3 separate regions of the Sus scrofa genome follow, and all the other regions are linked to region 2. The links are chromatin contacts, called in public Hi-C and HiChIP or PLAC-seq maps. All regions are on one chromosome and are shown on one strand. Each heading gives the region's core, a stretch centred on a gene start, on an enhancer-like site or on the middle of the called end of the contact. The rest is flanking DNA. Distances are from core to core; before and after follow the strand shown.

Region 1 (4,350 bases), core at 911-3,410, 210 kb after region 2:
ACTTTGCAGGAGGAGGCAGCTAAATTGTCCCTCGTTTCCAGGGTTGGCTTCATGATACAATTCTGGTCAATGAGACATAAGTGGATGTTTCTAGAAAGGCTTTTGCTTTCCTGATAAAAGGGAAAAGGACACAGTTGGTACAGCTCTGTCCCTTTCTTCCTGTTTTGAACCTAAACATGCTGGCGGGGTCCACCTTGACCCATTAGGCAATAAGTCGACATGGGGCACAGACAGAATGACACTGATGATACTGAGTCACTGCCCCAGCCTTGAACTCTCTCCCTCTGAGTTGCTTATTATGTGAGAAAATAACTGGGGTTTCTGTTACATATAGCTGATGTTTGTCATTTGTTTTAGCTAGTGAGCGTCAGAACCACTCTGTATTTGGAGGATTCCCACACTATAAGCTTTTTGTTTGTCTGTCTGTCTGTTTTGGCTGTACCCACGGCATATGGAAGTTCCCGGGCCAGGGATCAAATCTGAGCTGCAGCTGTGACCTATGCCACAGCTGTGGAGACACGGGATTCTTAACCCACTGCATCACAAGGGAAATTCCTTGTTTGTTTTTGTTTTGTTTATTTATTTGGGGTTTTGAAGGGTTTTGTATAGAATAGCATTTAAATGGCCCCAAAATCATCAACCAACAAGCAGTAGTCTAGAACAGCTTAAAACTGAAGGGGAAATCAATAAGTTTGACAAAATGGTAGACTCTTCAAAAAATAATGGCCTAAGAGTTCCCACTGTGGTACAGTGGGTTAATGACCTGGCTTGACTCTGTGGAGGTACTGGTATGATGCCCAGCCTGGTGCAGTGGGTGAAGAATCCAGTGTTGCTGCAGCTGTGGCATTGGTCACAGCTCTGGCTTGGATTTGATCCCTGGCCTGGGAACTTCCATATGCTGTGGTTGTCGCTGAAAAAGGAAAAAAAAAAAAAAGAATGGCCTAGCCAAATGATATTTTAAAATATAATATAGTGCCAAAAAATTAACGACTTCATTTTACTTCAAGGACTTATAGCACATACTTCATCAACTATTTCCCTGATGATTTATCACAGTTGGCTCTTCCTATGGCTAAAAACTACCTTTTAGACTGGAACATATCCTTCATGATGCAAAGATATTATTTGACTCTGATTATTTTATCTTTCTGTGATATTCTAGAGATTAGTCTGATGGACTATTGAGACATATGTGGACTATATCGATGGAACTTGTGTGTGGGAAAAAAAATGTTAAATCAAAAATTTAAAAGCTGGACCCAAAAGAAAATCTGCACATTGATTACAACTATGTAAAAGTATTATATACATTAGCAAAGAATAAAAATAAATTTGGAAGGTAATTATCTAGTGTTCATTAGGAGTGTGTGTGTGTGTGTGTGTGTGTGTGTAAAGTTTGATTTATAATACTTAAAAATAAAAAGTATCCTAGAAGGAAAAGTGCCCAGACCAAAAAAAAAAAAAAGAATGGCCTATGCCTTCACTGGTAAATTATACTCAAAGTTAACCAGGGAACGCCAGCCCTTCTCAAAAAAGAAGAAAGAGCACTTCCTAACTCATTATATGAAGTTAATATTACCATATCAAATCCAGATGAAGACATTAAACACACAAACACACACACAAAACAGACCAATATCCTTCATGAATATAGATACAAAAATCCTCAGCAAAATACTAGCAAGCTGAATCCTGCATCACATTAAAAGAATTACATGCCATGACCAACTGAGATTTAGTCCAAGAATGCAAGATTGCCTCAACATACAAAAATCAATGTCTGCTTCATATTAATAGAATGAAGGGAAAAAAACAACAACACAATCATCTCAATGCAGAAAATACATCTGGCAGAACCCTTTTATGATTCCTCAGCAGACTAGGAATAGAAGAGAACTTCCTCAACTTGATGAAGGGAATTAATGAAAAACCCACAGCTAGCATACTTAATAGTGAAAGACTAAAAACTTTCCCTGTTAGATGAGAAAGAAAATAAGTACACTTGCTTCTGCCACGTCTATTTAACATTGTTCTAGAAGTTCTAGCTAGAAAAATTAGGCAAGAAAAAGAATAAGAGCATCCACATTGGAAAGAAAGAAGTAAAACTATCTCCATTTGCAGATGACATGACCTTGTATATAGAAAACCCTAAAGAATACACACACACTCACACACACACATGCACACACACACACTCAGAGTTAATAAATGAGTTCAGCAAAATGGCAGCCAAAAAATGGAAACAACTCAAATGTCCATTAGCTGATAAATAAATGAGTTAGCTGATAAAACAAAAATTGTATGTCCATACAATGGAATATTACTCATCCATAAAAGGAGGTAGTGAGACATGCTACAATATGGATAAACCTTGAAAACATTACGCTAGATGAAAGAAGTCCAATATAAAAGGCCACACACTGTATGATTTTATATAGATGAAATGTCCAGAACAGACAAATCCTTAGAGATAGAAAGTAGATTAATGGTTGCCAGGGGATGGGAGGAAAGAGGAATTGGGAAGTATGAGTTTTCTTTGGGGGTATGAAAATATTGTGCAATTAGATTAATGGTTTGCAGCACTATTTACAATAGCCAAAACATGGAAACAACCTAAATGTCCATCGACAGAGGAGTGGATCCAGAAGATGTGGTACATATACACAATGGAATATTACTCAGCCATCAAAAAGAACGAAATACCAGCATTTTTAGCAACATGGATGGACCTAGAAACGATCATGCTAAGTCAGCCATACAATGAGACACCAACATCAAATGCTTTCACTGACATGTGGAATCTGAAAAAAGGACAGATGAAACTTCTTTGCAGAACAGATGCTGACTCACAGACATTGAAAAATTTATGGTCTCCGGAGGAGACAGTTTGGGGGGTGGGGGGATGTGCTTGGGCTGTGGAGTGGAAATCCTGTGAAATCAGATTGTTATGATCATTATACAACTACAGATGTGATAAATTCTTTTGAGTAATAAAAAAAAAGAAAAAAATTAGATTAATGGTGATGGTTGCACAACATTATGAATGTACTAAAAACCATTGAATTATACACTTATGTGTTATGTGAATGTTACATTACATGAATTTTATCTCAATAAGAAATTTTATAAAAGAGAGAGGACCTTTAAATATCAAATGATGGAGGACCCCTGAGGAAAGCTGATGAAATTCATGGTTTGTTTATTTTTTCTTTCAAAAATGACCCTTAGGAGTTCCCGTTGTGACTCAGTGGTGACAAACCCGAATAGTATCTATAAGAATGCAGGTTCCATCCCTAGCCCTGCTCAGTGGGTTAAGGATCCGGCATTGCTGTGAGCTGTGGTATGGGTCACAGATGTGGCTCAGATCTGGCTTGCTACGCTGTGGTGTAGGCCGGCAGCTACAGCTCAGATTGGACCCCTAGCCTGGGAATTTCCATATGCTGCAAGTGTGGCCCTAAAAAGACAAAAAGAAAAAAAAAATGATCCTTACACTGAGAAAGTCAAAACTGAAGGAATAGATGTCTTATGTTATCAAATGAATTTGGGGGGAAATTTAAACCAAAAAGATGAAATGAAGTATTTGTTCCTCTTGAGTCTAAAAATCAGCGTTTGACAGGTAGCAGTCCAAAATTAGCAAGAGAAGCATCTGATTGGCTGGTCCAGCTCATCCCCTTGCCATGCCTGAGCTATGGATAGCCTGGCCTTAACTCATCCATGGGTCACGCTTTACAGGAAGTGGCCACTTAGGGACTTCAGTGAGGCAGAAGTACCACATCGGAGCTAAAGCCCACTCTTCTCACCAACACCCTGCCATTTTTTCCCTCCATCACCATCCATCCTGAGGATTAGCCGGCTCTCCCCTGGGCCTCCCAGCCACTACCGCCCAGCTGCAGGAACATGAGCATCAGCTAGCAGCCTTCCCTTTCCGACTCCCTCTAGCCCATCGGCCCTCCTCCCCTGCCTCCCCGACCCCCACTTCTGGCCAGAAGTTTTGGAGAACACCCTCAGCTCCCTGTGTTCTGCTCTAGGGAAGTCTAAAGTTCAAGGCTCTGGGCGATTAAACGCAAGGCCTCTCACCAGGCCAGAGATGAATGACCTGGGGAGTGTTCCTGTGGAAATGGTTTGAGGAAGCTGAGTCAGCCTATGTCTTCGCTAGGGCAGGACCCAGGCGACTGACCCCCTGGAGGTTAGTGCCCTTGTCTTACTCGTTGCACCCTCACCTCCACCTTAGGAGGTCATTGACCCCCTGAGATTCCTGGGTCACTCTCCTGGGTCTCTCCTTCCCAGAGAACTGTACTTTAGGAGGGGGGAGATAGTTTGAGGTGCTTTGGGACAGGAGTATGGAGTCCC
Region 2 (4,223 bases), core at 1,501-4,000:
GTGAAAAAAAAAAAAAAACAAACAGACAAGAGCACATGCTGTATGATTCCAGCTACATAAATTTGAGATAATGCAAACTCATGTATAGTGACAGAAAGCAGACCACTGTTACCTGGGGAAGGGGGGTGTGCAAAGGAGGAGTAAGATGGCGGGATTACAAAGAGGCACAAAAAACTTTGGAGGGTTTAGGAATAGTGGGTATGTTCCTTATCCTGATTGTGGTAGTAGTTTCACAAGTATACACATATGTTTCATTATGTTTTAAATATGTTCCATTTACCATATATCAGTATACCTCAATAAAGCTGTTATGAAAAACAAAAAAGCAGAGTTCCTTTTGTGGCTCAGCAGTAATGAACCTGAGTAGTATCCATGAGGTTGCAGGTTCGATCCATGGCCTCGCTCAGTGGATTAAGGATGGTGCTGCCAAGAACTGTGGTCAGACATGGTTTGGATCTGGTGTTGCTGTGGCTGTGGCAGGCCAGCAGCTGCAGCTCTGATTCAACCCCTAGTCGGGAACTTCCATATGCCGCACTTGCGGCCCCAAGTTTAAAAAACAAAACAAAACAAAAAATCATCTTCCAGATTAGAGCAAAGGGCAGGAGGATAATCATGGGCTTAAGAGCCAGAGGAAAAGGTCTGGGGGCACCGACCCCTCCTCCCCATTATCTGCCAGCCTCAGCTCCCAGGAAGGTGGACACTAGGCTGGCAAAGCAGGGTCTGAGCCCCCTGCACTCAGGACAGTGGAGGGAAAACCACAGTCCACCTCACAGATAAGGAAACTGAAGCCCAGAGACATTACCCTGCCTTAGAAGGTTACACAGCTACTAAGTGGTCTAAATCCAGATCTGCCAAAGTCCTCCTTCTCTTCATCTACCACAAATTCAAGAACCAACCTGAAATAGGGTGAAGATGCGTGCTGTGTTCAAAACAATTCTCTCCACTGAAGCCCAAGTGCCAGAACAAGTCTGGCCATCCCAGAAGAGCCAGACACCGTGGACACAGCAGCTGAACTTCCGGTGCCTGAGTGTTTGGCGTGGCAGGATGACAGGCAGGCGTGGGAAGAAGCTGTCGGTCAAGTTTGCGTATGCATGGGAAGCAGGCTAACCGGCTCCTCCAGCAGAGTCGCCACAGCTGCCTGCCTAGAATGCCACCACCACTGTCTCTGGCCCGAGAGAAAAGGACCAGCTCCACCCAGTCCAGCTGGGACAGGGGTCTGGGTCCATCTGACTCAGAGCCACTCCTTGGGCTGGGGGAGAGATGGGTCTCAGCTAAGGCCCTGAGACAGAGAGCAACTCTGCACCCACTCCTCCCGCAGGGCTAGAGAAGCAAGAACCCAGACAGGGCCAGGTAAGAGGTGAACAGCCCTAGGAAGATGAGGCCCACAAGTGGCCGACCAAGCCCATATGGGGCAGGAGCGAACAGGCTTGGCATCCAGGCCATGAGGGTCAAGAGGAAGCCAAATTTAGCCCCCACTCCTGTAAGCCCCACCTCTAAGCTGGGCTGGGAGCTGGCCCTGGCTGGTAAGGAACCCATAATGCCACAGCTGTCCATGTGGCCACCTCTACGGGGGTGGGCTGGGTCTGAGCCACAGAGGATGCCCAGAGTTGAGCACTGCAGATACCCTTTCCTCTCCCACACTTTCAGGTTGTGGTCCTCACCACCAGCAGCTCTTCGCCCTTTGGCCCACTATTCATCCTTGGCTCTGGGCCCTCAGTATTAATCAAATGTGACAAGAGGTGTGGCGGGAGCAGGTCAGGCTCGTGCCCAAGTCACTGGCTGCCACACTCATATCTCAGCTCACGTGGCCGACAGGGTTACAAGATAAGGTCCTCATAATGCAATGCTGCCCCTTCCCTTTTTTGGAACGTGTTTTGAGGACCTGAGGCAGCCTGTGCTGATTGCACCACCCCAGCTATGGCATGGAGGCACCCCTACCTCCACTGGTAGACTGGTGAAGGGGTGACTACCTCCTCTACAGCCTCAGCCTGGGGCTACTCCTCTCTTCCTCTGCCCAGGCCTGGCAGCCACCCAGACAGTCTCGCCACCAGTCTAGACTCTAAGGAAATGTCCCATCACTCCAGTTGGCATATACAGTACTGGGGGGAGGGGTCCTGCCTTGCTGTTGAAAACTGCACTGCTTCCTTCCTTGCCAGGTTTAAACACCGAGAAATAAAAAAAGGCAGTTTGGAGACCACGTTCTCCTGAGATAACTGCAGCCCCCTCCTTCCAAACACAATAATTCCAGCTGAGAAGAGAACTGGGCTTCCTTACCTGCTGCCTTCCACTGGCTCTCTTCAGACACAGCTTCTATGATGACCCGGCTGAGGCAGAAAAGGACCCAGCAGGACACTGCCTGCTATCCGACAGTGGCTTCCAAAGCTCCGAGGTTCTGCTGCCCACTCCCCAAACCCCTACATTCTTCGCTCACTTCGGCCCTGCCCGACCCTGGTGCTGAGCAGCCAGCCTCTGGGTTACCACCTCTCCTCCTCCTGCGCCTCCGGATTCTGTGTCCCTCAGGGGGCTCTTCTCCCTCCTGAGACCCCTTTCCGTCCAAGTATGTTTCCTGGACAGCCCGCACCACCTGCCCCTCCTGCACCCCAGGCAGCCAATTTGCTTCCTGCACCCCGAGGCGTCCCTCTCCCTCAGGCCCCCGGGGCCCCACTGGCCGGGCCCTCCCCACCACCTCCAGTCTCCTGCGTCGTGCCGGGGCTGCTCCGAGGACCACTGCCTCCCGTCTGAGATGCCCGCAGCTCTCCCAGTTCTGCTCCCCCAGCTCTCCGGAACTTTCAAGCTCCTCTCTGCGCTCCCAGGAGCGGTCCCCGAACTCGGACAGCTGCTCGGGCTGCTGCAGCAGCCTGCGTGGGCTCCCCTCCCCCCGTTCCTGCACCCCGGTGCGGGCCTCCCCCCGCTCCTGCACTGCGGGGCTGCCTCCCCCCTTCTCCTGGTGTTGCTTGCGGGGCCCCAGCCCCTCCTCCTGCACCACAGGCCAGCTCGCGGAGCCCGTCCACCGCGGAGGGTTCCTCCAGTCCGCGCCGTCCGGCGGCCCCCACACCACCCCAGGCTGGGCTCGTGGCCCCGGCCGCCCCGCTCCTGCACCCCCGGGCCCACCCCGCCCTCCTCCTGCACGACCGGACCCACGCCCCCCTGCTCCTCCACGCCGAGCTTCAGCCCGCGAAGCTGCTGCGGGCCCCAGCTAAGAACCCCGACCCGCTGCGGCTGTTGCTCCGGCAGCGCCGGGCTAAGCCCGCCGCGCTCCTCCTGCGCGCCCCGCCTGGGACCCCCCGCTGGCACTGCCCAGCGCACTCGCCTGCCCCCCAGAGGCCGCGCGGTCCCGCCCCTCCAGATGGTGCTGCCCTCCGCGCCCGCTTACAACGGCCCCCACCCGCCTCCTTCCGCCCCGTCCCCCGGGGAGGGGGCTGCGGGGCCGCGTTCTCTCCCGCTCAGCTCCCACGTCCCGGTCCCGGCCCCCAGCCCTAGCTTTTGGGCGTCAACGTCCGCCCGCCGGGCGCAGCGCCCTGCGCCGGCCCCCGCAGGTGCTGCGGCCCCGCGCGCCGGCCCGAGAGCCAGGAGCGCCCGCCCTCCTGCCGGAGTTCCTGGAGCCCGCCTGCGCCTGCGCCGCCCCAGGGGGGCGGAGCCCCGAAGGGTTGGCCCTCCCCCTTAAGGGGCCCTGTCCAGTTTACGCCTCCCTCTCCCCGGTCCCTAGTCCGCTCCCGCTCCCGCTTCATCCCTCCAGAGGTCCTGCTTGAACCTTCCTGTGGAGCAGAGGGAGAAGAGGTGAAGGGAGGAGTTCGCATTGAGAGATGTAGTCAACCAGGCCTATCGGAGGAGCACTGAAATAGGAGTCTCGAATTCTAAGTAGTTCAGCTACTGCTGAGTTGCCATTTGACAGTATAAAAAATTACTTCCCTCTGGCATCAGTTGCCTTGTTTTCCAAAATGAGAAGGCTGGATTGAAGAGTTTCCAGGGTCCCAATCCAGTGAGTGTTTTACTGCAGAGAACTCTAGTCCTAATCTCTCAGCAGCAGCCCAGAGGCTTATGAACCTGGGCTGGCCCTACTCTTTCCCTGGGGCCCAGGGAGAGGCCTATAACAGGCTTAGGCCTGGGGCACTTCCTGTTGGGTATACAGGTAGAAAGAGTCCCAGGCAAAGGGGGACTTCCTCCCTCCTCACTGTGTCCTCTTGGGCCTATGCCCTGAAAGGAGGAGAAAATTCAGAGCTCCT
Region 3 (4,190 bases), core at 483-2,982, 190 kb after region 2:
TGCTCAGTGGGTTAACAATCCGGCGTTGCCGTGAGCTGTGGTGTAGGTCACAGATGTGGCTTGGATCCCACATTGCTGTGGCTGTGGTGTAGGCCAGCAGCTACAGCTCCAATTAGACCCCTAGCCTGGGAACTCCATATGCCACGGGAGTGGCCCTAGGAAAGGTAAAAAGACAAAAAAAAAAAATAGTATGACTTAAATAATACAGCATAATTTTAAATGAAATTATGCATGAACACATTCTCTTTTTTTTTTTGGTCATGCCCATGGCATGCAGAAGTTGCCGGGGCAGGGATAAAACCACACCACAGCTATAACCAGAGTCGCAGCAGTGACATCAGATCCTTAACCTGCTAAGCCACCAGGGAACTCCAACACATTCTTTTTAAAATTAATTTTATTACCTCCTGGATATGTTGTGGTTATTCAGTGTTTCTTGAATGAATGAATGAATGGATGGATGGATTTTTATTCCCACCATCACAGTCCAGGCCTGTCTTTTCATCAGCTTCTCCCTGGATGACAGGAACAAGCCTTTGATTGGTCCCCTCCTCTGGATGCGCCTTCCCTCAGTGTCCTTCCTCTCCACACCCACCCAGTCCTGTCACACTTACAGAAGGGACCTCTCATTTGCAAGGAGGGCAAACGAGGCGGCTCAGAGGATTTCTCCTGCTCCTCTCACGATCAAGGCTGGCCTCGGAACACACAGCTGCCCTCTCCCCTGGGTCCAGACCCCGGCGCCCTGCTCAGTGCTTCCTCATTCTAACAAGTGCTTCTCTCATTCAATGGCTGCCTTTGCCTTTGCTTTTTCTCTCCTTTCCCCCTGCTGCTGGGTCTTGGAAAGGTCTCGAGTCTCTGATGGGAGGTCAAGGGAATCATTCAGTTAGAAAATTGAGGCCATTTCGATGGGGGAATCTTTTCACAGCATCTACATACAGCAAATCATCATGCTCTATATCTTAAAGATCTTACAATTTTATTTGTCAGTTATGCCCTAATAAAGCTGAAGAAAGGAATATTAAGGCCAAAGGCTAAGACACCAGCAGGGTCTGAGGGCCAGAAGATAGACTGGAGGACGCTGAGTGAGTTCCCCAAGAGGGGCATATCCCAAGGATGGGGCTTGGGGGATTTTGCAGCAGGAGGTGAGAGAAAGACAGACGTCTGTCTGATCCTTGAGCTTGAGGTAGAGAGAGAGTTCAACAAAGAGGGTGAGGCCAGCAGCAGGAATGCCGCTGAGGATGGAGGAACCACGAGTCGCCTTCCGTGGCTGAGGTGGACGTGCTCCACGGCCCCTGGGAGCAGGGCTTGGGGCCTGGCTGTGACCAGAGGCCCTTAGGCTGGATCTGGTGCTGCGGAACCTCCTGGTGAGGCTGGACGGTGAACCTGGAAGGGTGTGGACCCTCCATCAAACCCCAGGGACAAGTGCCCGAGACCCCACTGAGCAGAAACAGGGTGGGACGGAAACCAAACAAAATGCTCCTTTAAAGCCACCTGAAATCCATGTTTCAGGAATGTTTGATTTGGGGCTTCTCTTTCCTGCCGCCGGATATGTAAAGAAAACAAATCTTTAAAGCTTCAACTCCAAAGAAAGAGCCCTCTGTGTGCCTAGTTATGGCCCCTGCTTCAGGAACAAGCCTCTTTTCCTCTTTGGCCGGGACTGTATCCAAGGCAGATAATGCCCCTGGGTGCAGCCCCAGTGTCTGCCAAGAGTTCAGAGGAGAGCTGGCACAACCAGACCTCGAGGCCTTCCAGAGGCTTCCGCACCAGGGGCCTGAGGTGGCTGACAGATGGGGATACCTCTGGGGAGTTGAGAGGGCCACACCCCTGCCCCAACCCAGGTCTGGCTGCTCTTCCCCTAGAGACAGATACTTGGTGGGGGAAAGAGGGAGCTGAGACATCACCCCCTCCTCATCCCTGGCCACTTCCACATGATCTAAATCAGAGCCTGCAAAAAGGGCAGGGGAATGGAGCCAGAGGGACAGGGACTTGCTCATGCCAGGCTTCCCAAGCCCGAGTCCGGCCCTCCCACTGCGCCCTTTACAGCAGCCCCGCACCCACGGGGCTGCGGCCGGTGTGAAGAAGTGAGAGTCTGGAGCGCCTTCCCTTCGTGCACTGTGTCATCACACAAGCACCCAAGTTTCCCTTCTGCAGATGTGGCTCGGAGAGACTAGGGACTTTTCTGGAGCCACAGCCCCAGGAAGCAACCACGGCTGCTTTGCAAACCGGGCCTCCTAATGCCCAGTCTTGGCATCCCACTGCCTGGCCAGGAAAAGGGCAGGCAGGAGAGTGTCTTTCCATGTCGTGTTTGTCAGGGCTGAGGAACAGATATCTGGGAACTCCTGGGCAGGGTCTTTCCCAGCCCAGGCGGCCAAGGGTCCTGCCCAGGGGTCGGTACTCTTGTTTGATGACCTAATGTCCCCTCTGCTACTACAGGACAGACGAGGTTCAGGCAAAGGACGCTAATGATTCATCAAATAAGCCCTGCCTGGGGCCCGGTCTACCTCAGGGCTTGCGTCCAGACCAGGGACCCTCCCCTTTCGCCACTAAGAAATGGACTCCCAGGAGGGCAGGGCAGGAATAGCCCTGAGGACCCTCTGGAAAACTTGGTCGTTGCAGAGAGGGAGATGAAGGCTGGAGGGCTGTCTAAGGGCACGTCCACAAAAGTAAGAGCAGCACCTTCCCCGCAAACCATTTTGAAGATTAAATGAGATAAGACAAGGGATTTCCTGTTGTGGCAAAATGGAATCGGCAGCGTTTCTGGAGCACCGGGACGCAGGTTCGATCCCTGGCCCGGCACAGTGGGTTAAGAATCCGGCATTGCTGCAGCTGCAGCATAGGTCGCAACCGTGTATCAGATCTGATCCCTGTCCAGGAACTCCGTATGCCAAGGGCGCAGCCCCCCACCCTCAAATAAGTATAAATGAGATAATAAAAGCCCAGCACTTAGCCCACAGTTAGCATTCAAACCAGTCCTGGTATTGTCATCACTTTTGTGATTTTGCCCACGGAAGCCAAGTTCCCAGGCCTCCAGGAGAAGAAAGAGTGCACTCCCTGCTCCAGCCCAGGCCTCCGATCCACCTGGCGCCTCACCGTGGGGTGGAAAGGGCCGAGAAGCAGGAGGCTGAGGACCCAGCCTGCCTGGCCTCTCCTTGGCTACCTGACCCTGGAGACAAGCCCAGCCGAACCTCTCCCCCAGCATCTGTGCCTTGATGCTCTTCTCACTGAGAAATAAGCTAGATATTCAGTGTGGGAATTTCCAATTTCAGCAGCAAAACTGTCCCGACCCGAAGCAGCTGGGGAAAAGCGTGTGCCTGGCGCAGAGGGGGAAGCCCCGGTCAGAGACAGACAAAGGCAGCCTGTGCCAGCCCTGCCTCTGTCCTGGCCCAGAGTTCTAGAAGGTTCCATGCCCAGGCCCAAGGGCTTCCAAGAATCACAGTTGAAAGTTATTACTTGAAAGCTGTCAGACAGTCTACTTGGTGTTCCTGGAAGCTGTGGTCCGGGGAAGGTGATGAGGGATGGGCCGAGAGGGCCGGGGCGAGTGAGCAAAGCAGAGCATGGAAGACGCTGCAATGAGGAAGAAGAGGCGGAGGAACAAGCGAGAGGGGAGACCGAGAGGAAAGGGGGGAGCAGGTGAGGCAGAGACAGCCGCAGACAGACGGGGACACACAGGGAGGCCACAGAGAGAGGATGGCTCCAAGCAAGGCCAGTTCACAGGGCTCAGATGATCACAGCTTTGGCTACTTTTAGCCTGGGACACTGCCAGGCCTAGAAACAGACGCGACAAGGTGCTTTCTTAACAGGAAACTCCCTCACCCGCGTGGGAGGGCAGAGCCGTTGGGTGGTTATCTTGCTGCTCCCTTGAACAGGCTCAGCCCTCACCCCCAGGCCCCCTCGCCTGGGGGACACAGACTTGCTTGCGTCTCTGTGAAACTCCACTGCTCAGGGCCCCTCCGAAGACGCACCCTGCCCCTTGGCTGCCCAGCCACCAGGAAACCCCAAAACGCAGGAGTGGGACTGCTGTGGCCACAGTGACTGGCACCCCGAAGGCCCCAGCAGGTCCCAGAGTTCGGGCCCTGGCATCCCCGGGATCCTCTTATGGGGACAAATGCAACCCTTGGTTAAGCACCTGCCACGTGCCAGCACTGGGCCAAGCTCTCCACGTGCGCTGCATAACAAATCCTCAGAAGGGC

The links. Hi-C and Micro-C count contacts between places; a contact is called where the count stands out from the background. HiChIP or PLAC-seq counts read pairs in DNA pulled down with a chosen protein or histone mark.
Region 1: an H3K27ac HiChIP or PLAC-seq map of alveolar macrophages shows a contact between it and region 2. The contact joins the promoter of ZDHHC19 here to the promoter of TNK2 in region 2. A contact is called at or near these places in 2 of 5 promoter capture datasets (fetal skeletal muscle and liver), 4 of 47 Hi-C or Micro-C datasets (fetal heart ventricle, fetal liver, liver and 1 more) and 2 of 2 datasets of contacts at active chromatin or transcription factors (alveolar macrophages and skeletal muscle).
Region 3: a contact with region 2 is called in a Hi-C map of liver, with 2.1 times the contacts expected there. The contact joins the enhancer-like site here to the promoter of TNK2 in region 2. A contact is called at or near these places in 2 of 5 promoter capture datasets (fetal skeletal muscle and liver), 9 of 47 Hi-C or Micro-C datasets (alveolar macrophages, blood, embryonic fibroblasts and 4 more) and 2 of 2 datasets of contacts at active chromatin or transcription factors (alveolar macrophages and skeletal muscle).

Annotation. Positions count from the first base shown.
Region 1 is chr13:133,870,882-133,875,231 of Sscrofa11.1, reverse strand. ZDHHC19 (probable palmitoyltransferase ZDHHC19) reads right to left here and starts at 2,160. Exons shown (of 7, transcript XM_021070166.1): 1 at 1-2,160.
Region 2 is chr13:134,080,793-134,085,015 of Sscrofa11.1, reverse strand. It overlaps TNK2 (activated CDC42 kinase 1), which reads right to left and starts at 2,750. Exons shown (of 13, transcript XM_021070192.1): 1 at 2,275-2,750. It also overlaps the pseudogene LOC106505774.
Region 3 is chr13:133,890,318-133,894,507 of Sscrofa11.1, reverse strand. No RefSeq gene overlaps it. Among named protein-coding and RNA genes, the nearest start is that of ZDHHC19, 19 kb to the right of the region's middle. Within about 2 kb of position 1,732, at least 24 of the 83 cell types and tissues checked have an H3K27ac peak or open chromatin away from gene starts, as enhancers often do. A contact at or near this core is called in alveolar macrophages, liver and skeletal muscle, where this site is marked.